Regions from separate parts of the Mus musculus genome. Here region 2 is linked to region 1. The links are chromatin contacts, called in public promoter capture Hi-C maps. All regions are on one chromosome and are shown on one strand. Each heading gives the region's core, a stretch centred on a gene start, on an enhancer-like site or on the middle of the called end of the contact. The rest is flanking DNA. Distances are from core to core; before and after follow the strand shown. Region 1 overlaps Lrch1 (leucine-rich repeats and calponin homology (CH) domain containing 1). Region 2 has its middle 39 kb from the start of Rubcnl.

Region 1 (4,173 bases), core at 309-2,808:
CATTTTAAATAGCACTCCTCCACACAATGGGCACCTTAGATTTACACTTTTATGGTGGCATATATGCAGGTGTTTATTAGCTATCCCCAAACTTTTTATTTTTATTTTGTTTTATTTTTTGTTTGTTTTTTGAGACAGGGTTTCTCTGTATAGTCCTGGCTGTTCTGGAACTCACTTTGTAGACCAGGCTGGCCTTGAACTCAGAAATCCACCTGCCTCTGCCTCCCAAGTGCTGGGATTAAAGGCGGACGCCACCACACCCAGCTCTTTTTTTTTTTTGCAAATTTTTTATTTATTAGAGTGTATATGTTAAGTCATGCTTGGTTCCTTAACAGCTCTCTTAACCAGTGACTGCCAAAGCAGACTGATAATAAACAGGTCACGTGAATGAGGTTTTTCAAGGTTGCTCAGGGTTCAAGCGTGTGTACCTACTGAAAATTTCTGTATATTTTGGAACTACTAGTTTGGACCATTTCTAAAAACCCATAATTCAAATAGAGAAAGGAGCCAGGAGACAGTTTGGTTACTTGGCCAGGTAAGATGCGCTCATAGCTACTGGGGAAAGATCCCTGTTTGGGGGCTCTCATGTTAATCTGTGCTAGTCTTTAGATTTTTCTCAATGGATACAAGCTGCGTAGTTTTAGAAAATAGAAGGATGACCTTCTTAGCTACTTAACCATGAATTAATTCAACATTTGCTAGTTAGTGTGTGCTTCTGGGCCAGGGCTATGGCAGCAATAAAAAAAAGATGTAGTCCTTGCCTCCTCTTTCTCCAAATCTAATGGAACGTATACATTTCTCTCTCCCTTAAGGTGCAAAATGATCTAATGTTACAGAGTAATGGAAGCCAGTATTCTCCCAATGAGGTAAGCTTCCTGAGGGTTAATGGCAGCTGAGGTATTCCATGGAGACCAAACTGAACCATTGGTCCCAGAGTTGGATAGTCTGACTCCGGGATTAAAGAGTTAATGGGACTGTCTCTGGGGTCTCTCGATAGTTGTCACTCACTGTCACAAAATCACTTGGCTCTATACATCACTAAAGATTAATTCTGTGAGAAATGGCCTTTGAGATCTAGGGGTGGGATGTCTTTATGGAAAACGGCAGATGATCATTCAGATGACATTTCCTCAGTTGCTACCCAAGATGGTTCGATGCGCAGTTTCTGCGTGATGAGCTGCATGCTCAGTGTTAGCCGTGTGTCTCCGTGTTACAGAGGCTCCGTTAGACGTGCTCTTTGGCGTGCCTGCCCGTCTGCAGTCAGATGTGTCCAATGAGAGGCAGATCACGGCTTTGTGTCACTGCAAGATGATTTTGTAGTGAGCAAATAAAGACTTCAATGCAACAACAAAAAGAATACCGGAAAACATTCTATTGACCACCTCTTAGAGTATTTACAAAATGTCTTTTTTAAAAAGCCAAGCTGTCATCCATCACAAGGCAGCCATAGCAAAAGCAGAGTCATTTTATAACAATCACTAACCATACAAGTCCATCTGCTTCTTCATTTCCCAATTGTTTTCTCACCCCACAGATACGAGAGAACTCCCCTTCAGTGTCTCCTACTGCAAACATCACAGCTCCGTTTGGCCTGAAGCCTCGTTCAGGTACGTTGACCTCAGTAACTAAAGTAACTAAAATGATTTCTCTTTGGCCTTTCAAACTTATTCGTGAGTAATATGAGCTTTGCCAGTTCTAGTCGGCTGGGGTCCTGGCATCAGAATAGCAGCAGCTTGGTGAGGTCGGGTGATAACGTTATGCTATTGTGAGGTCTGTGCTTCCAGGACTGGGCAGCTCGCCCTCTTCTGAATCACAGCAAAGAAAAGTGGCAAAGGGCAATGTAAGTAGGGAAGGAATACTCCCTTCCAGCTTTTAACCCGTGGGAATAAACCGGCTCCGCTTTACCCCAAAGGTTCCTGGTGCCCTGAGGAGGTACAGGGCAGCCTGCAGGCAGAGTCCTCCCCAAGACGACCCCAGTTGCTTTCCAGGCATGGTAAGGGCTCTGCATTGACTCACACAAGAGGGTGAGCACTTTAAGGCTTGTATGAGTGGTTAGGAGTCGGGGAAACTTCTTAGAAAGGAAAACACCTTACTTTTTGACCTACTTGGTTGTAGTTTGTGTTACCATATTGACAAAGTTAATGTTAGCAAAGTGCAAAGTTACTTTTAATTTTTTAAAAAAGGGCCCCAGGTAGAAAAATACATTTCTTTCCACATTTCCAGTTTTGGTGCTAAATGCCTTCTTTTGGGACCTTGTTTGTTTGTGCTTTTTTGTTCCTCTCAGACTTACTATATTTACCACGAATGCTTTTAAATAGTTCTTACAAGGGCCCTGGACACACACAAGCACACCTGGTAGAAAACACAGGTGATCTTGGATTTGAGGCAAAGCATTTTGACAACAGTATGAGCGTTACCCATTTCTGGCTTGAATAAACATCGCTAGGGGAAAAACAGAGATGATTCGTTTTATAGGGGAGATGGTTTGTTCTTGGAAGACATTGATTGATGGGCACACGTGGCCAAGTGTGGAGGTGTCCTGGCCGTTAGAATAGAATAAGAGAAAATAAACAGTTGGGAAATGGCTTTAGTATGATCAGAGTTTCTAGATCTTTCCTGTCTTGTTTTTTTCAGTCCTAGGAATTAAACCCAGGCCCTTACACGTGTCAGGGCCGTGCACTACCACTGAGCGGTATCTCTAGCCCTAGAGAATGTTACAGATAGGAAGGGTGAGGATGAGATCGTAGAAAACTCAAGTGACTGGCCCCCTAATGTAAGGAAGTGGGCGTATACAGACAAATCTGGGGTACACCTCAATTATGCCCATAATCCGAGCTCTGTTCTGGGAGAAATGGAGGTCACTGCTATTATACCCCCCTGCCTCGTGGCTGGCGACAGTTCTCTCGCAAGCCACTGGACAGTTCTGCAGCATTTCAAAATGTCTCATAACTGAAATCAAAACGTGAGTGAGAGTCTGCAAAGATTAATAGCCCTTTGAGTGTTAGACTTTTACAATTAAGTTGTAAAATGGATCCACAGACTTTTAATGCATCTATAGAGCCTAAACCAAGCTTACCAAGTTAGAGATTGCCTTGAACCTGCAGTGTACACCATTCAGGTTCTGTGGAGAGATGAAAAAGAGAGTATTTAGTTACTGTCTCAGTTCTGTAAAAGCATTAAAATACACAATTCCTCTATAGTCATTTTGTTTCTAAATATCAGATGCATGTATACATTTTGAGTGTTGTCTAATGTGACCCAGGAGTTCTGGGTGAATTGTGCAATTATGTCAGCTGACTAGTTGTTAAAAGGGGTTGGCAAAGGGTATCTGTGGGCCTTTCTGCTTTCCGCTGCCTGAATGACCAAGTTCTTTCCTTCTGCTGCCATGACCCAACAGCACGCTAGGCTGCAGGCTCGCAGAACTGTTAAGATTAAGGCTATTAACTGCATGCAGAGTGTGAGCCAGTACTAACACTCGGTTTTTATCGTTCTTTTCCTTCCATGCGCCATCTCCCATTCCCCTCCTGAACTGTCCATTTGAATTTAAACCCCACATAATGAAATCCACCTCATTTCCATACGAACCTCATGCCACGTGTGGAATGCTGCGGCCCCCTGGGTTCCCCCTGGTCCTTGTGCAACTGTCCACCTGGCTCTCTCGCTCGTCTGCAGACCCAGCCCTCATTCTCCCTCCTATCTCCTTCAACACACTTACACAGGCACAAACATGGGACAACTCTAGCTACAGTGTTCCATCTGAAGGAAACAGTGACAATGGTAGGTGCTTTGTTGTCTCTTCTTCGATGTTCATGTAATAAGCCTGTGACTGTACTCCACAGGCCTCTGTGTGTACCTGGAGACAGGATATATTGACCTGCATACTCCATACTCTGGAAAGCCTCTGAGGCAACGTCTAGACAAGTGCTTGTGACCTCTTGCCTAACAGCTGATGATGTGACAGTTGATTTACCTCGAGGGTACTGACTCTGGGAGGATTTTTTCAATACTCTCTTGTCTACCTATTATGCTAGGGGTTTGGTTGGTTTGTCTGCTCGTCTACAGAGATTGAAACTCACGCATTTCGGTTATCTCCACTTGCTTCTGACCCCATAGTTAATGCTCTCAGAGTTTGTTTTTTAGAGTGTGGGTGTGGTGCTTCACTCCTGTAATGGA
Region 2 (4,499 bases), core at 1,052-3,551, 260 kb before region 1:
CTTAAGAAGTAATGTCTTAACTGGTTTGAAAGGGGAAATCCTGGTTCCCCTTTCTCATGCCTCTAACAGAACCACATGGTTCTTTTCTGAATGATGCTCTGACAAGCAGACTCAAACAGAAATTGGAACTCCCAGCATGCGGAGGAAACAATGGTCTCACATCCTTGAGTGTGTGAGCCGCAATCCTAGCCATCGGGGATCAATCACATAACTGAAGTGTGTGAGGTAGCACTGACTCCTTCTCAGGCCTCTCTGCCTGCCTCTAGCCTCCTCTCATTCCAAGGTCTTGTGATCCTACCCCAGCCCACTAGTTTCCTGCTGCTAACGTCTGCACATCTGTCCATGTTAGGTAGTGACCAGGCTTTTCCTGAGAGCCAGGAAGCTGAGCTCTTTGCTATGGCCTTTCTTCTGCTATCTCTCTCCACACAGGTGGGAGACAGAGGCTATGGGGGCCACGATTACCCACAACTCCACTCCTCTTTAGAATGAAGCTGTGGATACCTGGGAACCTAGAATTTTCTGGAATATGGTACCAAGGGGGATTGTGAGAGAGCCAAAGTGTCATCGGGAGGGACAAGTCACACTCCTGAGAAGAACAGGAGGCAGAACCGCTCTCTCAGGAGCCCGTGAAGGTATCTTCATAAAGTAGGAGGGGAACGATTCCATCTCAGACATACAGTTTGCGAGCCGATGTTTGTGCTTTTAAAAAAAGGTTTATATTTATGGGGGCTTGGAGAGATGGCTCAGCACTTAAGAACACTTGCTGTTCTTGCATGTTTAGTTCTCAGCACCCACTTGGGTGGCTCACAACTATCCTTTAACTGCAATCCTAGGGACCCGATGCACCAAATGTGAACATGGAACTCTTACATTCATATAAGCAAGGCAGTTTGCTCCTGCCTCCCCAGTGATTATACTGTACGCGTACACGAGGAGTTTAGTGACTGGGCTATCTCCCGGGCCCCTAACATCACATTTGAAGACACTATTGAACTTTGCTTTGCCTTTTTGGCTGAGCCTTGGGAAGTCCCTTCTATTTTACACTCTCTGGACCTGGTTCTTCCTGCCTCTCCCAGGTCCCCTCCCCTCCCCTTCTCTGTAGCTGCCCTAGTGTATGTAGGTCTTCCTATGTCAACTACTAAGCCTCTGTTTTGTCCTCAGTGCACCCAGCACCCAATCCCTGCTGTCTTCCTGAAACAGAAGCCCAGCTGTGTCCCCTGGAACCCTGCTTAGCATTGCGCTGTGAGGACTGCAAACATCCTCCGGTCACTGGGCTGGGCACTGTGGGCTCTACCTTGCAGCTCCGTTCCCCACTAAATCCTTCTATCCCCCCCCCCACACACACACACACTCCCCTTTCCCTTTGTCAAAGCCACCTGGCTTCCCACGTCAATGCATCTGGGCTGTCAGTCCTCTCAAGAAGCTGCCCTCTTCCCTTTTCTTCAATATGGAGTCTGATTAGCCTTTGGGGATCTCCCTCCTGCTGCAAGAGGAAGCCATTTTGTATTTTGACAGCACCTCGGTGTTAGTGAATCTGCAGACCCCTCACCTGTCTTCCTCCTAAGGGCCCTGGAGCAGAGCCTGTACTTTACTGTCACCCAGGACTGGGCAGCAGTATTGTACTAGCTCCAACCTAGCCTTCAGCCCTTCTCCTGTCCCTCTCTGACATCTGGTTCACTCCCCAGCCTCTGCCTCAGATCTGCCTTCACCGGAAGTGTTCTGCCTCTCCTTCCATTTGTTGGATATCCCAGTGATGCCTCAGACTTGATTGGAAAACAAGAGTTTTCTTTTCAACGGACTTATTTCCCAGGGCCACCCAAAACAAACCTCATGGCTCTATCCCTATCCCACATTGATAGAGTGGCCTGCTCAGTACTGTTGATGGGCAGTGATCTGCTGCAGACTTCTGGTCTGTCCTCCTCCCCCACCCATGGGAGGCCAGGAAGGGAGGTGTGGTCTCACAGACTGCCCTCCAGAGTTCACTATGAGGCAGTCCAGGAACCTTCTTGGCTTTTAATGCCTTCTCCAGAACTTCTGTGGAAGTTTAGCTGCTGTTGTGGACAGTGCTGAGGAAGGACTGGAAGAGCCAGTGTTAGCCTGTAAGCCCACTTGCCCAAGGACAAGATAATTTCCTGGAACGCTGGGAGCGACAGTTCTTGGGAGATAAGTCACATGTTTTCCCTCCCTAAATGGTTTGTTTGAACTAACTACACCAGATGTGCTTGATCACACGTAGGCAGGGCAGGAAGAATGTCAGGACATATGCTTGCCCCCGATTGGACCCGATTGAAAACGAGTGAATTATGGGTTTCGTCTTCTACAAAATGTGACTCATTACCATTCCCTGGAAACCCAGGGGACGTGGTCAGTCCATCTTCTTGGCTAATATTTAACTAAAGCTTGTTTCAAATGTGGCTCAAAATTGTGGAACTGGTTTTTCGTAAGTGAATCTCTGAGGACCTCTGAGAGGCATTTAAGTCATGGGATCTCTGCTTCAGGGAGGGACTTATTCTACGGAGAGGGATGAAGTTAGGTAGACTCTCTGGTAGGTAAACCGATAGGGAGAGGACACGGATAGAGCTAAGAAATCTGGCGAATTCCCAAGATGGCCCCCTTCTTCCTTACCATCTTGACTTGAGACAAATGCCTGGGAGCTTCTGTCTCCCACTAGCAGAGCAGGCTCCCTGCTGATGGACTGTCTTGGCAAGTTCAAGGCCTGATCACCCATCCTATCTGTTTTCAAACTGACTAACCCTAAGGACAGGAGAACAACTCATGAGACGCTTTAGGAAAGCCCCAGGCTTTGAGAAGAGATTAGGTTTTCTGCTTTCAGAGTCTTTTTCTCTGTGTGTCTGCTGTGTGCACATTTCCTCATGTCACTTGGTCCCCACTCAGGCCACACCAGGCTTGACAGTCATGCCACCCTCCCCCTGGAAGCGTGTAACAGAAATAGTTGACAGAATATCCAGACAGAGGAGACGCTGATGTTTCAGTCTGCTTAGTATTCTCTCACTGAAAGTCAACCTCCTCCTCCTCCTCCTCCTCCTCCTCCTCCTCCTCCTCCTCCTCCTCCTCCTCCTCCTCCTCCTCTCCTGCCCCAACACAGACAGTAGGAGACCCTGGCGGGTGGGGCTGGGGATATCTGTAGCACACTGTTGACTGCCTTTGCTGTTTGAGAAGCTCAATCTAAGCATCAGCGCCAGGCAACATGATACCCAAGTATTATTGAGAACTGGTCAGCCTGAAGATATTCCAGGAAGGGATTTGACCCTAATTCTCCTCAAGTAGGAGCAGCTATGCAGGAGAGAAGGGGGAAACACGGGCTTACCCATGTTCTAGGAAGATGTATGTATAAGAATCATTAGAAAGAAAATTTCACCAGTTTTATAATCCACTGAACTTGGTTTATGTGCAGAGTGCCGCCATGTTAACCCAGATTCGTGTGTTTCAACACTTGCTCTCTACCTGGGGTCAGCTTACCATTGGGGCAGGCCTCTGGGGGTCTATCCCAGCCTTCACTCCCAGCTAGCTCTCTGCTTCCTACCTGTTTTGTATGCAGGAGTCTGCACCATGCTCTCCTCCTTGAACTCTGCCATTCCTTCCATGTTCCAGCAGAGCTGAAACCGTTAGATTCCAGTCAGGTTTTCCTCCCTCACATCGGCTCTGATGGGCATTTTATCACCGTTGTGAGAAAAGGCACCCCTATGCATCTTAAGGGATGCCTCAATGTTAAAGTGGTAACTGAGAGCATACTATTAAGAGCACTTTCTTGCTAGGAATAGTGACATACACCTCTAGTCCTAACACTCAGGACATAGAGACGGGAGACAAGTTCACAGTCAGGCAGGGCTTCAAAAGAAGACCCTGTCCCACAAGACAAAAACCAAACAAAAGAAAAAATATTTTATCCAAATTTACTTGTTTTAAAAATTCCATTCTTGGGGCTGGAGAGATGGCTCAGCAGTTAAGAGCACTGACTGCTCTTCTGAAGGTCCTGAGTTCAATTCCCAGCAACTGCATGGTGGCTCACAACCATCTGTAATGAGATCTGACACCCTCTTCTGGTGTGTCTGAAGACAGCTACAGTGTACTTAGATATAGTAATAAATAAATCTTTTTTTAAAATTCCAGTCTTTTTAAGATTTGGAAAAAAAGTACAGGTTGCATGTGACGTTCTATGTTCATATAGAAAGTCTTAATCTCTGCCCCTGCTTCCTAAATGCAGGGACTACAGGTGGACACCACCACGCTCAGCTTTCCGAGTCTCTATGTTCTGGATATATATCCACAAAGCTAGATCATGAAGGAATAGAATGGAGTTGTCTCCTCTGGCTCCCTTGGTTTTAGTAGGGACTAACAGGAATAGTAGGGCCTGGGGGGTGGGGGATGGCAAACCTGTCGAGCATGCACTCACCAAACATTGCCATCTAGAGGCAACTGGTCTAAATGACAGTTCACCAGGACCTTGGTGGGCGACTGAAACCATCATCTAGAAAGGA

The links. Capture Hi-C pulls out chosen DNA fragments and counts their contacts.
Region 2: a contact with region 1 is called in a promoter capture Hi-C map of liver. The contact joins two enhancer-like sites.

The regions. Positions count from the first base shown.
Region 1 is chr14:74,792,731-74,796,903 of GRCm38.p6, reverse strand. It overlaps Lrch1 (leucine-rich repeats and calponin homology (CH) domain containing 1), which reads left to right. Exons shown (of 19, transcript NM_001252132.1): 14 at 813-866; 15 at 1,535-1,607. Among named protein-coding and RNA genes, the nearest start is that of Gm52135, 24 kb to the left of the region's middle. Within about 2 kb of position 1,558, at least 9 of the 459 cell types and tissues checked have an H3K27ac peak or open chromatin away from gene starts, as enhancers often do. A contact at or near this core is called in liver, where this site is marked.
Region 2 is chr14:75,052,608-75,057,106 of GRCm38.p6, reverse strand. No RefSeq gene overlaps it. Among named protein-coding and RNA genes, the nearest start is that of Rubcnl, 39 kb to the right of the region's middle. Within about 2 kb of position 2,301, at least 34 of the 459 cell types and tissues checked have an H3K27ac peak or open chromatin away from gene starts, as enhancers often do. A contact at or near this core is called in liver, where this site is marked.